2 separate regions of the Ovis aries genome follow, and region 1 is linked to region 2. A link is a contact called in public Hi-C data. All regions are on one chromosome and are shown on one strand. The core of a region is the stretch at or near the end of the contact, and the rest is flanking DNA. Distances in the headings are between cores, read along the strand shown.

Region 1 (7,717 bases), core at 2,493-4,992, 50 kb after region 2:
ATTTATAAATTAACTTAGGGTGACCTGACATCTTGATCAAACTGAGATGTGCCAAGAACAAGGCGTGCTATTCCTTTTGTTCAAGTTATTGCTACTTTTAGATCTGATGTTTTCTCTTGGACATTTCCTTAGGTATCAGTCCATTCAACAAAATAATATTTGTTGAGCAGCTATTACACCCTTAGCACTATATTAAGCACAACAGAAATAAAGAAGCAGGTTCTGTCCTCCAACAGCTTAAAATTTCATAAGCGAGATGGGCTAACATTCCTGAAACAAAGCAAGCAGTGTGAGAGCCCGTGGAAGAAAGCCCCCCACAGCACAGCGAGACCGTCCATGCAGTGCAGGCTCTGAGGGCGGGCAGAGAAATGATGGCTAGAGTAACAGGGTGAGACTTTGGATGGAATTTAGGGTGGAATCATATGCCCTGAAGGTCATGTAGGAGTTAGGTGGGGTGACAGGAAGAAGAAGGAATCTCAGTGAGGGGTACCTAGGTAAAAGCTCAGAGGTGGACTAAGCATGGCACTGCACAGGGCAGAAAGCCCCCAGCCGGACCCTTGGTTGGAAAACGCTCTTCAAGCCTCAGTGTTAACAGCTCCAATCCTCATTATGTACTTATTAAAATAACATTAGTGAACATCTACTAGTTTCTTAGTTCTTTAGAGTGCTAATTTCTGTCCATCACGACCTTCTCTGGGGATGCTCCAGAGCTGAGCTGTCCAGTAGCTACCAAGCTCTTTAAGCCCTTGGAGGAGTGCAGCTGAGGCACTGGATTTCTAATTGTATTTCATTTTAATTTACATTTTAAAAATGGAAGCAGGACTTCCATGGTGGCCCAGTGGTGAAGAATCTGCTTGCCAATGGAAGGGACCCAGTTTCCATCCCTGGTCCCAGAAGATCCCACATGGCGCAGAGCAGCTAAGCCTGTGCACCACGATGACCAAGCCGGAGCTCTGGAACCCACGAGCCACAGCTACTAAGCCATGTGACCTAGAGCCTGCGCTCTGCACAAGAGAAGCCACAGCAATGAGAAGCCCACGTGCTGCAGCTAGAGAGGAGCCCCACTCGCCACAACTAGAGAAAGCCCACCAGCAGTACAAAGCCCCAACACAACTGTAAATAAAATGATATTTTTAATAGAAGCTCCTAAATCCTCATTATGTACTTATTAAAATAGCAAACTAGTCTAAATGAACTAGAACCTTTCCCAGTGTAGATGACTTTTCCACTGGACTCAACTTTATTGAGGGAGGCCTGCGTTTGACATCAACAACAGCGCTGCATAAAATATCATTGTTAGATTGCAGTGTGTGTCTCAGTTTTACTTTGTTTTCTAATGTGGCGACTGGGAAAGTTTAAATTACATCTCTGGCTCATATCGCATTTCTTTAGGGCAGCACTGGTCTAGGGTCTTACAACCCTGTGAGGGCTGGTCAGTGTCCCGTGGGAGCCATTCCCGACTTTCAGAAGCTGATAGTTTACTAAGATGCCCAGGTGATTCTTATGCACAGCAATAAAAGCATAAGATCTGGAGGACACAAAAGACATGCTGGCCTCTGGGCAGTAACCCCAGAGTGGCCCCAGTCCTTCTGAGGGTGGGGGGAGGAGGCAGAGTGAGCGGCAGGGAGACCCCTGCCTGCCACTGTGATGTCACAGAAGCAGCCTCCTGGGTCAGCCAGCCCCACCCCAGCGTGTCCTGGTTATGAGAGGACACCCTCTCCAGCCTACCTCATACCACCTGACCCCTCTGCTGGCAAGAGGGGCTCTGATTCATCTTCACACTCAAGGCTCATCCCACGCAACCAATTAAGACAGAAGAAACACTGAAACCCCTCTGCCTCATAGCTTCAAAAGTGAATGAGCAATTCCTCTCAGCTGATTCAAAATGTTTGTCTCACCCAGAAGGTAGGTACCTTAAATTTTGAAATCTCATGACTATCTCATGTGTAGTCCCTTACTACTGGATGTGTAATATGGGTTATACAAACTCATCGTAAGGAGCTTGAGAACACTTGGTAGGGTTATCCAAAATGGAGTAAAAATGTGTTACTTGAGCCCCGTTTTTATTGATAAGCCCAGTGATGGCCCTACCCTGGCCTCTTGTTCTGTCATCATGTTCCATTAAAACTCCCATTTCTTTCTCCTTTGTCTCTTATCACACCTTTCCTCTGCTCCCAGGGCAGCTTAATGTCTTCTAGGTCTTTTTTCCCTCTCCATCTGTATGATTTCTACTACAAAATCTAGTCCCTGGAAAAGGCCCAATGGCATGGAAGTGATAGCAGTGATAAACCCATCTATCACTCCAGTGAACTGAAAGAGATGCTGAGGCATTCCCATGACCAGCTCCAATCCAAAATCTGCTGGAACTAAGAAAGGACAGCACAATCTTGGGCTCTTCCTGGTCTCAGAATCTGCAGAGACACTTCCAGACCCAGAAAGACACTCACAGCCAACAAAGACATCTTGGCTTGTTTAGCGGAGAAGGCACATCTGGAAGTGACTTGCCTTCCATTTTGAGAAAGTTGGCAGCTCCCAGCTCGCAGCTCACAGGGTTACTAAAAAGAAAAAAGAAATGATGTTCATTCTCCTATATCTTACCTTTCCCAGGGGATAAAAATGAAACTTACAATTAGCTTGAGAAACAAAATATACACACACACACACACACACACACACACACACACACAGAGCAATGTGGTGCACTGTTTATGGGCTGGAAGTTAGAGATCTCAGAAAAAAAGGAGTTTCTAAAAACAACAAAAAAAGACACTTCCGGAGCCTCAGAGAAGAGCTCACAGTTCTGAAGAACCACCAGATTATTGGGTTCAGCCCACTTCCCTGGTTCAGAATCTCCCTAAGCGATTAGATCATGAATAGGCCACCCCTCAGAAGGGAATACAGCTAGGACTAGCCGCAGTGAAAAAAAAAAAAAAACTTTATTGGTTTACGAGGAGAGATACAGAGGAAATGATGGGAGAGTCCGTTTATCAGTATACACCAGTGAAGTTTAAAGGAGGCAATCTGTTGCCTCATTCTGAATGCGCTCTCATAACTGGGCCATGGGTAAGGGTGACCAGGCCTCGCCTTGACCGAGGGGCGGCCTGGTCTTGACTCAGGAGGTTTCCAAGTTGACTCTGCGTTTACGAGCGTGTGGCCTTGAGACACTGGGGTTCTGACTTCTCCTGGTAGTGAGGATTAAACGTCAGTGGAGGGACTGCCAAACCGTTTGGGACAGGGACGGGGTAACCGGGGAGGACAAACTCTCTTTAATTCGCCTCTGAGAAAACAGTCGCTCAGGGAGGTTAGGGAACTTGGCCAAAATCTTTAGCAGAGTCGTGGGGTGGGGCAGGGACTAGAACTCAGATCTGCTGTGGGTTGGTGGCCTCGAAGTTCCGTCTCTCGGACCCACGAAATGAGGCAGAGACAAGGCCTTTCTGCAGAACAGGAGCCGGGCGTAACTTTGTGGGAAGGGGGCAGGGTGCGCGGAGACCTTAGACTTGGGTTTCAGCTCCTCCCGACCCACCGGCTCGTGAGCGGAATTCAGTGGATGAACGGGGATCTCCGCACTCCCTCCGCCCACCCCGCCTGAGAGGACCCTCGGGACGCCGTCCCCGTCCCCCTCCAGGAAGATGGAGAGGCCCTGGTCGGGGAGCCCCACCCGCTCGGGACATCCCGGCGCTCCGCCGCAGGGCTGGGCCTAGCCAAATGATTCAAAACAGGCTCCTGCCCGTCACCTTGGCAACGCTCTCCCGTTGCTAGGCGACCGGGCGCCGTAGTAAACCGAGGGCGGGCGTGTTACTAGCGGATGGGAGGAGGCCCGCGGGAACTAGCCCGACGTTCCGGCCCTGAGACTGCCGGGGGAAGCTGGGGGAGAGGGCAGAGAAGGAAGGGACGGGGTCGGGGGCGCATGCCTGATGCAAACGGGGGGCACCCCTTAAGAGGCCACTCCCGTTAGGCCCCTGCCCTCCCAGCCTGTCCTTGACACCCCACCACCCCCGCCCCGCCCCAGCAGTCCCCGAGAGCTCCGTCACCCCCGCGTGAGCGATTGCCCCACAGGATGCCCAGATGGGACTGCCCCTCTGATTCACTCCAGCTGCTTGAGGCATGAAGGAAGGCGGCTTCCTCTCCTGGAAATGACTGCATTTGCAAAAGCCCTCAAACAATTCCATTAAAAAGAGGAACGGGAAAAGCCACAGAGAAGAGAGCCCCCGCAAATGATTTTCTTTGGCCCTCCCCACTGCACAGAAGTAGGTGTTCCCAGAACTCGGGGCCCATGTTAGGAAACTGGAGTCTTTTTCTTATTCTGTGAGTGTCTGGGGCCATGTGAACATGAAGCATGATTGCATTAGGAATTAACCTGAAGCTGGGACACCTCGGAGCTCAATGTCCTGTAGCGGCTTTAGTATTTTGGACACTTGGCATGGGCACTTTAGTGATGTTAGTTTTCCCATTAGGGCTGGGAAGTGGATATCAAAATGTCCTGAGCAAATGTTGCTAATCGTCCTTAGTAAATGTGTCATGTGTGAGGCATTGAAGTAACAATTGTAGTATGGGCTACAGAACCTCAGAACTTTGGACATTTGAGATCTACCATCCGAAAGGGCTCCAGCCAGGAGGGAATCACAGGGCTTGGGAAAGGATATAACATTTCCAGTCTGTCACTGGCTTCTGAGCAATCTGATTGTACCCTAGTCTCTGTGAACTGAAGATAATACTTGCTCGTGAGATCACTGCTGTTTTCTGGGCTTGGCATATCAAGCAGCAGGAATGTTTCCACAGGTGGGAGGAAGCGTATTGGCACAGGGTCTGTTTGATGAAATTCAGGGCGCTTCTGTGTAGGAAGGCCTAGGGTGTGTCTGTGAACCCTCTTTGCAACTTCTCCCTGCTCTTTCCTTTGTGAAGCAGGAGGATCCCTGTCCCTTTCACCATAGGAGGCTGTTTGGACACTTCTTCAAGATCATATCTTCAGCCATGGTCTTCCTAATTGTATCTGTGAGCCGGGTTTCCATTACGCACTTCATTCATTCATTCCATTCATTTGTGGCTGTTGGGGCTAGGCTCTGAGGATCAACAATGAATAAGACATAGTTGCCACTGTATCTAGAAAGTTAGTCAAGTGAACAGACCAGCCAAGTAAACCATGTGATGAGTTACAGGAGAAGGCACACAGAACAGAGCAGTGTAGACCAGAGCCAATAACAACCGCAACATTTACACTGTATTCCAACCTTTCGTCTACTTAGTAACAGAAAAGAATTAGTTAATAGGGCCTGGGTCAGAAATCTGACTCCTGGGAGGATAGAGAGTATACTATCTATGTCCCAAACTAATGGAAATCAACTCTGAATATCATTGGAAGGACTAATGCTGAAGCTGAAGCTCCAATTCTTTGGCTACCTGATGTGATGAGCCAATTAGTTGGAAAAGACCCTGATGCTGGGAAAGATTGAGGGCAAGAGAAGAAGGGGACAACAGAGGATGAGATGGTTGGCTAGCACCACCCACTCAATGGACATGAGTTTGAGCAAACTCCGGGAGATAGTAAAGGACGGGGAAGCCTGGTGTGCTGCAGTCCATGGGGCAGCAAAGAGTCGGACACGAGTGAGTGAGTGAACAACGGTCCCAAACAAATCTTTCTTGGGACAAGATGCCAGAATGGATATATGCAAGAATTTAAAAAAAAAAAAAAAAACTGGAATCCATAGCCCCAGGCTTGGACCTGAGGGAAGGGCTGTGCTTTGCAATCTTTCCTGGTTCAGGGAAGCCTGGCGTGCAGTCTGTGGGGTCACAAAGAGTCGGACACATCTGAGCAACTGAACTGAACTGGTTCAGCATCTCAGCATTCTAACCCATTGTTTTAATCACTTCTAATCTCCAGAGTAGACACAAACCAAATTGAATTCCTGTTCACAAAGTATGTGTGGGTGTCCCAAGACCAGTTTCTCTTTTTTTCATACCTAGTAAACGTGTTTTGGGACAGTGCAGGGTACAGTAACTGAGGACCTTAACAGTGATAAGTTGGTCCCAGCCCTTGGCTTTGTGATGTCACAAACGTTCAGTTGCACGTACATCCCTGTGGAGGTGCCCTGAGGGGATCAGAGTCCAACACACCAAAGTTCAGTAATGTTCTGAGACATGGAATCTTCTCATCTGTGTTGAGTCAGGAGCTTCTGAGCCTACTCACATTATATTTATGTGGCATTGACTAGCAATTACTTTAAGAGAAGAAAGAGAAGGAACAAAACCTTAACATGCTCAAATTACAATGAAAGGAAGTGAGTGGGATACTCAGCTCTGATTTTTGTGGTCAGGCAGAGAAACTCATGCTTTGTCAAAAAGAGGAAATTGAACATTGTGGCCCAGGGTCCTTGGGGAGGGGATTGGGGCGGGGGGCGCGGTCTCAACATTGATTGCAGCTAGGAGCCAGCCAGTCAAACAGGCACGCACACTAAATGCACATCTTCCTTCGGGTATGTGCATGTTAAGTCACCCATGTCCAGCTTTCTATAATCCCATGGCCTCTAGCCCACCAGGCTCCTCTCCCAGAGCTAGGCCTTAGTGTTAATCTCTCAGTCGTGTCCAACTCTTTGCGACCCCATGGACTGTAGCCCACCAGGCTCCTCTGTCCATGAATTTCCCAGGCAAGAATACTGGATTGGGTAGACATTTCCTTCTCCAGGGGATCTTCCCTATCCAGGGATTAAACCCAGGTCTCCTGCATTGCAGGCTAATTCTTTACTGTCTGAGCCACCAGAGAAGCCCAGAGCTAGGCTTTGGGAAGGCTAAAATAATATAATTTGGAAGGCCCTCTTTAAAAACAATAGTACAAAATGACAAGTACAAATTAAATAATAAGCGTCTTGGAAGGGGCCTGAATAAGTAGGGGACCAAAAGCTAAAGTTTCATCAGCTCCACTCTCTAAATCTACCTCTAGACTTCCTCACATAACCCATCCGAGACTCTCATCTCCTTGGTTACAGACTCATCTCTCAATGGTTACGTGACTTCCTCCGTAACCCATCTGAAACTCTGCTGCTCCCATCTCCTTTTCCCTGGAGAGAGGGGATATTTCGGGCTATTAAGGTACAGGGGGCGCGGTTTATGAGCAGAGGCAATAAAAACCAAAGACAGGACTGTGCCAAAGGGTGACTCAAGCGGGATATGAGAAGTGTCTCCAAGTATTTGCAGGGTGGAAGCAGAGAGAAGGGAAAAGAATCGGTCACTGTTCTGGGGTGGAAAGGGAATGAGGATACGATTAAGTCAAGAAAAATGTGCACAAAACTCATCAGGAAACATTGCCGAACAGTATTTTCTGATACCTCGGAGTTGTATTTCCCATGGAAAGTATTTGAGGACCTACTGAGTCACTGAAAACTAAAACTGGCCACAGGAAAATGTGCCACAGGAAACAATCTTACAAGATGTCCTCGAGGGAGCAGCTGGATGGCCCTGGAGTTCACTGTGAGCCCTAAATTCCAGAGAGCTGACACATGGCTTCTATAGCTTACTGTGTGGGGAGGAAGCCAAGGCAAGAAAAGAGCGGGCGAGCCTGCAGGGTGGGGCAGCCACCTCCACCCACCTTTGCTGCTGGTGGGGCAAAGCATGTGATTGAAGAAGGAAAATATGGGAAGATAGTGCCACCCAGCGTTGAGATGAAAACTGCAGCCAGAAAACAGCAGCCGATTCAACGGTGAACAGGAATCAGAAATCCCCCGCT
Region 2 (7,641 bases), core at 2,208-4,707:
CCCCAGTGCAGAGGGCACAGGTTCAATCCCTGGTCAGAGAACTAGATTCCACATGCCAAAACTAAAGATCTCACATGCCGCAAAGACCTGGTGCAACCTAATAAAAAAATAAATATTTTTTTAAATCTGGGTCTATAATAAGGTGATAATATTTAATGTTTAAATAGCAGGTTGAAGTTTATAAAATGTTTTACACCCGTTGCCTCACTTGATGAAAGCTGTATAGGCGAGGCATGCGTTTACTGTAGGCACCCTCTGATGGCTCAGGGGGATTCTAGACTCCTGGCATTCTTGCACTCCTTTAGCCACTGCCGCATTGAATAGAGCTGACCACCATAAGAATGTTGCAGAAATGATGGAGTGTCACACTTCATCAGGACATTGTAACTTTCACCTTACCCTGCTCCTGGATCACTCTCTCTGGGAGAAGCCAGCTGCCATCTTGTGAGAACATTCAACAGCCCTGATGCCTAATTTTATGTTGTTAATTTGAAGGGGCTAAAGGAATGCCCAGATAACTGGAAAAATGTGATTGTGGGATATGTCTGTAGAGCTTAGCATTTGAATTAAAAGACCAAGGAAAGAAAATTGCCCTCACCAATGCAGGTGGGCATCACCCAATCCACTGAGGACTCGAATAAAACAAAAAGATAGAGGAAGGGCAAATTTCATTTTTCTGCTTGAGCTGAGACATCCATCTTCTCCTGCCTGTGGACAATGGCACTCCCCATTTTGGGGCTCTTAGGCTCAAACTGGGATTTATACCATTGGCCTCCTGAATTTTCAAGCCTTTGGGCTCTGAATAACATCACAGGCTTTCCTGGTTCTCCAGCTTACAGACAGCAGATATTGGGATTTCTCAGCCTTCATAAATGCATGAGTCAATTCCTATAATAAAATAAATGTCTTTCTATGTCTGTGTAACTATTGGTTCTGGTTCTCTGGAGAATGCTGGGTAATTCAGCAGCAATGAAGAAGTCTACTTAATGGGGAACAAGGGCCTTCTGATAACAGCCAGGAGCAACTTGAAACTGGATTTTCCAGTCCCTATCAAGAATTCAGGTAATTACCACCTCTCCCTACATTTTTTCTTAAATAACAGCTATATTGAAATATAATTTACATCTCAAACAACTCACCCATTTAAAGTGTGCAATTCATTTAAAGTGTGCAGTGTCTCTTAAGTATATTCACATGTATGTGTAACCATCATCACGGTCAGGGTTAAGATGTTATCATCACCTCAAAAGAAACTTTAGGTGTTACCTCCCTATGACCCCATACTCCCCAGCCCTAAGTAACTAGTAACCTATATTCTATTTGGGGACATTTCATTTAAATGTAATTATATAGAGTGCGGTCTTTTGTGACTGGTTTTCTTCACTTAGCATAATGTTTTCAAAGTTCATCCATGTTGTAGCATCTATCATTACCTCAATCTTTTTTATGGATGAATAATATTCCATTATATGGATATACCACATTTGTTTATCCATTCATCAGTTCATGGACATTTGGATTATTTTCAAATTTTGCCTACTATGAATAATGGTACTATAAATACTCATATATAACTTTTCATGCGGACATATGCTTTCATTACTTTTTGGAAGAAATGAAAGCATATGTCTACTCCATCATATATATAGGAGTGGAATTCTTGGGTCATACAGTAACTTTGTGTTTAACCATTTGGGAAACTGGCAGACTGTTTTGCAAAGCAGTCAAATTATTTTATATCCCTAATAGCAGTATATGAATATTCTGATTTCTCTACACACTCATCACTTTTTGGTTCTAGTTACCCTACTGAGTGTGAAGTGACATTTCACTGTAGTTTTTATTTGCACTGCCCTTACTCCTTGGAGGGCTTCCCTGGTGGCTCGGATGTTAAAGCGTCTGCCTCCAATGCAGCAGACCCGGGTTCGATCCCTGGGTCAGGAAGATCCCCTGGAGAAGGAAATGGTAACCCACTCCAGTATTCTTGCCTGGAGAATCCCATGGATGGAGAAGCCCGGTAGGCTCCAGTCTATGGGGTTGCAAAGAATCGGACATGACTGAGCGACTTCACTCCACTTCACTTCTACTCCTTGGAAGAAAAGTTATGACCAACCTAGATAGCATATTGAAAAGCAGAGACATTACTTTGCCGACTAAGGTCCGTCTAGTCAAGGCTATGGTTTTTCCTGTGGTCATGTATGGATGTGAGAGTTGGACTGTGAAGAAGGCTGAGCGCCGAAGAATTGATGCTTTTGAACTGTGGTGTTGGAGAAGACTCTTGAGAGTCCCTTGGACTGCAAGGAGAGCCAACCAGTCCATTCTGAAGGTGATCAGTCCTGGGTGTTCTTTGGAAGGAATGATGCTAAAGCTGAAACTCCAGTACTTTGGCCACCTCATGCGAAGAGTTGACTCATTGGAAAAGAGTCTGATGCTGGGAGGGATTGGGGGCAGGAGGAGAAGGGGACGACAGAGGATGAGATGGCTGGATGGCATCACTGACTCGATGGACGTAAATTTGAGTGAACTCTGGGAGTTGGTGATGGACAGGGAGGCCTGGCGTGCTGCGATCCATGGGGTTGCACAGAGTCAGACATGACTGAGCGACTGAAATGAACTGAACTGAACTGAATGACTAATTATGTAGAGCATCTCTCCATGTGCTAAGTGGTCATTTATACATCTCCTTTAGTGATATGTCCATCTGTTCAATTACTTTGCCCTTTTATTAGCTGAGTTATTTGTCTTTTAATATTGAGCTGTAAGAGGTCTTTACATATTTTAGACACAAGTCTCGTAACAAATATGTAATTTGCAAATATTTTCCTCCATTCTGTGGTTTGTCCTTTTACTTTCTTGACAGTGCTTGTTGAAGCACAAAAATTTTAATTCTTATGAAATCCAACTTATTCATTCTTTTCTTTTATGGGTTGTGCTTTGAATGTCATATCTAGGAATCCATTGCCAAATTCAAGATCATGACGATTTACCCTTGTGTTTCCTCTAAGAGTTTCATAGTTTTAACTCTTACAGTTAAGTCTTGGATCTATTTTTAGTTAATGTTTGTGTGTAGCATGAGATGAGTCCAGTTTCATAACTTTTGTGAATATTCAATTGTCTTAGTAGTTGGTGTGTCACACACACACAGCTATCTGAATAGAAGAGAAACTATACACTTAACTCTCCTTATAATGCCTACAGTGGAAGGCTCAGCTGACTAGGGCAGACACTGGTAGTTTAAAAATAAGCAATAGCCCAGAAAGCTGAGATAATGCTTCCAAAAAAGCTTCCTCTTATTTCTCAATTGAACAACCAGAGCATACTCCCAGATGTCTCCAAGCAGCCATTCTCAGGGCCAGAAAGAGAGGCTCAGACTATCCTCCCCCATGACCTGAAGATGAAGAGAAGGCTGACTGAAGGACCGTGGACGGTAAACAACCTTTAGGGCAACTTGGCTTCTGAACCAGGAATGTCAGCTTCTTATTGCTACAATTCAACCAGGGAATTTCAGAAGGTGAAAGAGTTAGGGTCCATTTCAGAGCAACACATAGAAAGAACTAACTGGCCACCCAAAACCTTATCTGAACCTAAAATGTTCTGCAGAATTGGGCAACAAAGTTGAAAGAAACAGCCTCTTCCTTGCAGGCTGTTAGTGCCAAGACTCCTTCTTGTACACTTGTAACTGAGTGAATACAGGAGCCAAGAAAATTAAATGGAATTTTTGGAACTCGAGACTGGGTGTGCTGCAAGCTGAGGACAGAAATATTCAGGTTGATGAAAGTGGGGTGTAGGCTTGTTTTCTTTAGGGTCCTTCCCATCCTCTAGCACTCTGGCCAATGTTCATGGAGTCAAGCTGACTTCCAGGCTTCCTTGCAATGACCAAAGTTCAAAGTAATATGTCCCCAAACTTCTCCATTTACAGCAGAAAATATTAACTGACAACTCCCTTTAAGACAGACTAGGTTCTGAAACTCCATATAACCAGGAAAACTGGTTCAAAAAACTGAATTTGACACCATATCAAAGAAACAGATGCAAAAGTACTGATAAGATAGTGATATGGGCAGACTCAAAGGCTACTGCAGAAAGCAAAGAAAAGGCCAGGGTGCAGGCCCTACATCTCCCTTCAGCCAGAACACACAGCTTTCTCTCTTCATAAACGTGGGCTCAGGAGAAGATTTAATTTGAGGGGAAAGGATTCAGATAAATGAAATGAATAGGTGATAGATAGATAGATGGTAGACAGATATGAAATCCATAAAACATAAAAATCCCTGGTGGTGTAGAAAGAACACTGCAGTGAGAGTTAAGAGACCAGGCTTCCAGTCCAGGCTGCCACTAGTGCCAGCTGGCCTTCAGCAAGTGATCAAAATGTCTAAGGCACCATTTTTTTTAGCTGATAAATGCCCAGTGTGTGCTAAAATTCTCTAACAGTCTTTAGGTCCAGCTCCAGGGTTGATTCCTTAACTACAAGAAAGCTCTCTCTGCCTTTAATGACCATAGTTTAAATCCTACCCTAGTCACCCCGTCTTGAGAAGATGGAGTTTTACATGGAGATAAGCCTGAGAAGTGTTAAGTCATCTCTTGGCTTAGAAAACCCCTGTAATGGAGCACAAAATTCAGTTTACAGATGGAATCAGCACACTGTAATCTAAAGAGAGCTATATGGTACCCTGGGCCATAATAATACCCCCAATAATGGTAATAATAAAAGCATACTGTTATTGAGAACTCATCATGGGTCAAACATGGGTCCCAACATCTTATACTTTTTGACTCCTTTAATTCCCACAACAGTTCTATAAAACTAGAACTATTAACATTCCCATTTTACAGATGAGAAAACTAAGGCTCCAAGTAGTTAACTGGCTTATCCATGATCACAGTGCTGCTAATAGCAGGAACAGACTTCAACACCAGACAGGCTGATGTCAATAATCTTGATGACTGCCCTGTTGGAAGAGGAAACCAAGATGGCGACCCTGTTGACATTTGAAGACTCATGAGAGAAGGGAGGAGAAATTGTAAAAGCAACAAAATACATTGTCTAGCAAAGAGGGAGCTACTCGATAAAAATTGGAATCCAGAGGGCTGCCTCAGAGATACTTCAGCATAGGCTGACCGGACACACTGAGTTATTAAAGAGCAGTGGCTCCAAGGACAGAGGAGATACAGAGTGAAAAGGAGTTCTCCAGAGAAATGATGAAATCAGATTACTGGCTATTGGCAGAACAAGGGAAAGATAAATAGGCAGGCTCCAGCAGACAGGATGAGGGAGGCATGTTGGCAAGGGGAATTGCCAGAAATTCACACCAAGTATCCAGGAGTCTGTCTGCATTGCTTAATGGATCTAGGATAATTTGAATGGGACTTGTACACTGCAAGGAGATCCAACCAATCCATTCTGAAGATCAGCCCTGGGATTTCTTTGGAAGGAATGATGCTAAAGCTGAAACTCCAGTACTTTGGCCACCTCATTCAAAGAATTGACTCATTGGAAAAGACTCTGATGCTGGGAGGGATTGGGGGCAGGAGGAGAAGGGGACGACCGAGGATGAGCTGGATGGATGGCATCACTGACTCGATGGACGTGAGTTTGAGTGAACTGCAGGAATTGGTGATGGACAGGGAGGCCTGGCATGCTGCGATTCATAGGGTCGCAAAGAGTCGGACATGACTGAGTGATTGAACTAAACTGAACTGTACACCACTGGATTCCTGGTTTAGATCTAAAACAGGGTTGGTTCTGGATCACGTGAGCTGACAGAGAGTGCTCTCTTCACCTGCTGAGAGAGCTTGTCTTCCATATTTGTGCTGAATTTTGGTGGAAGAGGAGAAAGCGATGTAACATGAGTTAACATTTAAGACATTCCCTCTGACACTGGACTGAGTTTCTAAGACATTCCCTTCCCTGGACAATCTACACCTTCTAGTCCAGAATTTCTACTATCCTAATCTTTCCCTCACTCCCCTTGAGGTTAAATGCATATTCCACATGACTTATTTCTTTTGAAAAACTTTCATCCCTTGCTTCTTTCCAACCTTGGCAACAAGGAAGCATCGTTGTCTTTCTAGCTTTCTGGAAAAGCTAGTCTGCAGGACAGAGAGAAAGGGTCCACCCCAGGGCTGAAACTAATCAGGAGCTGATGGCAGGCCTGGTGCCTCCCAGGTGCAAATGACTCAAGTTATATTTGTAGGAAGAAGGAAGCAAGGAAGGAAAGGAGGGAAGGAGGGAGGAAGGGGAAAAGGGAGGAAGGAAAGAAGAGTTATTTTGGTTACTATTATAGCTGATTTAAGAATTTGATGATCTCCAGACCATACTAAGGGACTGACAGTCCCTTTCAGTGACAGAAGCCACTGAAAATTATAAAATGCATTAGGTGCATGCATGATAAGCCCCTTCAATCATTTCCAACTCTTTGCAACCCTATGGACTGTAGCCCACCAGGCTCCTCTGTCCTTGGGATTTCTAGGCAAGAATACTGAGGTGGGTTACCACACCCCTCTCCAGGGGATCTTCCTAACCCAGGGATCAAGAGGAATGTGGTAGGCTACACTCCATGGGGTCACCAAGAGTCGGACACGACTGAGCAACTTCAGAATGTATCTTTGAGTTCAAGCTTATAAATCTCTCTTAAATGTACACATGGCTTCGGGGAGGAGTACAGTCTTATCTTGATCATTCCGGAAGTGAGCAAGCTTATCAGACTCATAGGAGAGAGTGAATAACTGTGACATATTTTGAGAGCCCATGATTATTGGCCATTATTTAAGTGCTATTGCTTCTGGAAGTCCCTAAAGGTACAGTACAGAAGATGATGATTTGGAGTGGGACAAAGGCAGGGAGAGACTGGAGAAGGCAGAGCTAAGGAGGACCTGAGGGTGGGTTACTAGAGGAGGGTGAGGACATGGGGGAACAAAGAAACTGGATTCATTCACATATTTGTACAGGGCTGGGCTGGCCCCACCCTTTCCTTCCTCCTCTCCACCCACCATCACTTCTCTGCTTGAACTGTTGCTTCCTCCCCCTCCTCTTTCCCTCCTGTGTCCTCAGTTGCCACTCGTAGAACGTATTGTCTAGATGACAGAGGAAATTCACATTCACAATTGCTCAGAAAGTTGCCCAGTACCTCTATGGCATTCAAACAGATGAAGGTCTGGGAGGGGAAATTGGGAACAGTCACGCTGATGTTCTCAAGAAACCTGGAGTGCTAGGCTGGTAGCAAATGGGTTGGCCCCACCTTTCCCTGGCATTTAAATAAGCCCAGTGCTAAAATTATCACATTGATATGGTGGTTGGTGACTCTCTGGAGGGCCCCTACAGCTGTTACATGATTCTCTGAGGCACAAGTCTATTTGTTAAGAAGCAGAAGAGAGAAGTAAGGGTGTGTTCACTCTCTGATCACATGTACAATGCTCAATTCTTGTTTGTGGGATTTGTGCCAGAGGCTGCTAGTTGCCTACTGTAGCATCTATTTTCACCTTGTCAACTAGAGAAATGACAGCATTTCCCAGGCTCCATTAAGTTCTGACCAATGCATTATAAGCAGAAGTAGTGAGTGGCAGCTCCCAAGAAATCTCTATAGGACAGTTGCCAGGTGCCATTTCCCCCCACCTTTCTTAATTGTTCCTTCTTTCTGCTGT

Evidence for each region. Hi-C and Micro-C count contacts between places; a contact is called where the count stands out from the background.
Region 1: a Hi-C map of tail adipose tissue shows a contact between it and region 2, with 4 times the contacts expected there. The contact joins two enhancer-like sites. A contact is called at or near these places in 4 of 16 Hi-C or Micro-C datasets (muscle, omental adipose tissue and tail adipose tissue).

The regions. Positions count from the first base shown.
Region 1 is chr3:202,433,784-202,441,500 of ARS-UI_Ramb_v3.0, forward strand. No RefSeq gene overlaps it. Among named protein-coding and RNA genes, the nearest start is that of GSG1, 6.3 kb to the right of the region's middle. Within about 2 kb of position 3,743, at least 34 of the 54 cell types and tissues checked have an H3K27ac peak or open chromatin away from gene starts, as enhancers often do. A contact at or near this core is called in tail adipose tissue, where this site is marked.
Region 2 is chr3:202,384,379-202,392,019 of ARS-UI_Ramb_v3.0, forward strand. No RefSeq gene overlaps it. Among named protein-coding and RNA genes, the nearest start is that of GSG1, 56 kb to the right of the region's middle. Within about 2 kb of position 3,458, at least 7 of the 54 cell types and tissues checked have an H3K27ac peak or open chromatin away from gene starts, as enhancers often do. A contact at or near this core is called in tail adipose tissue, where this site is marked.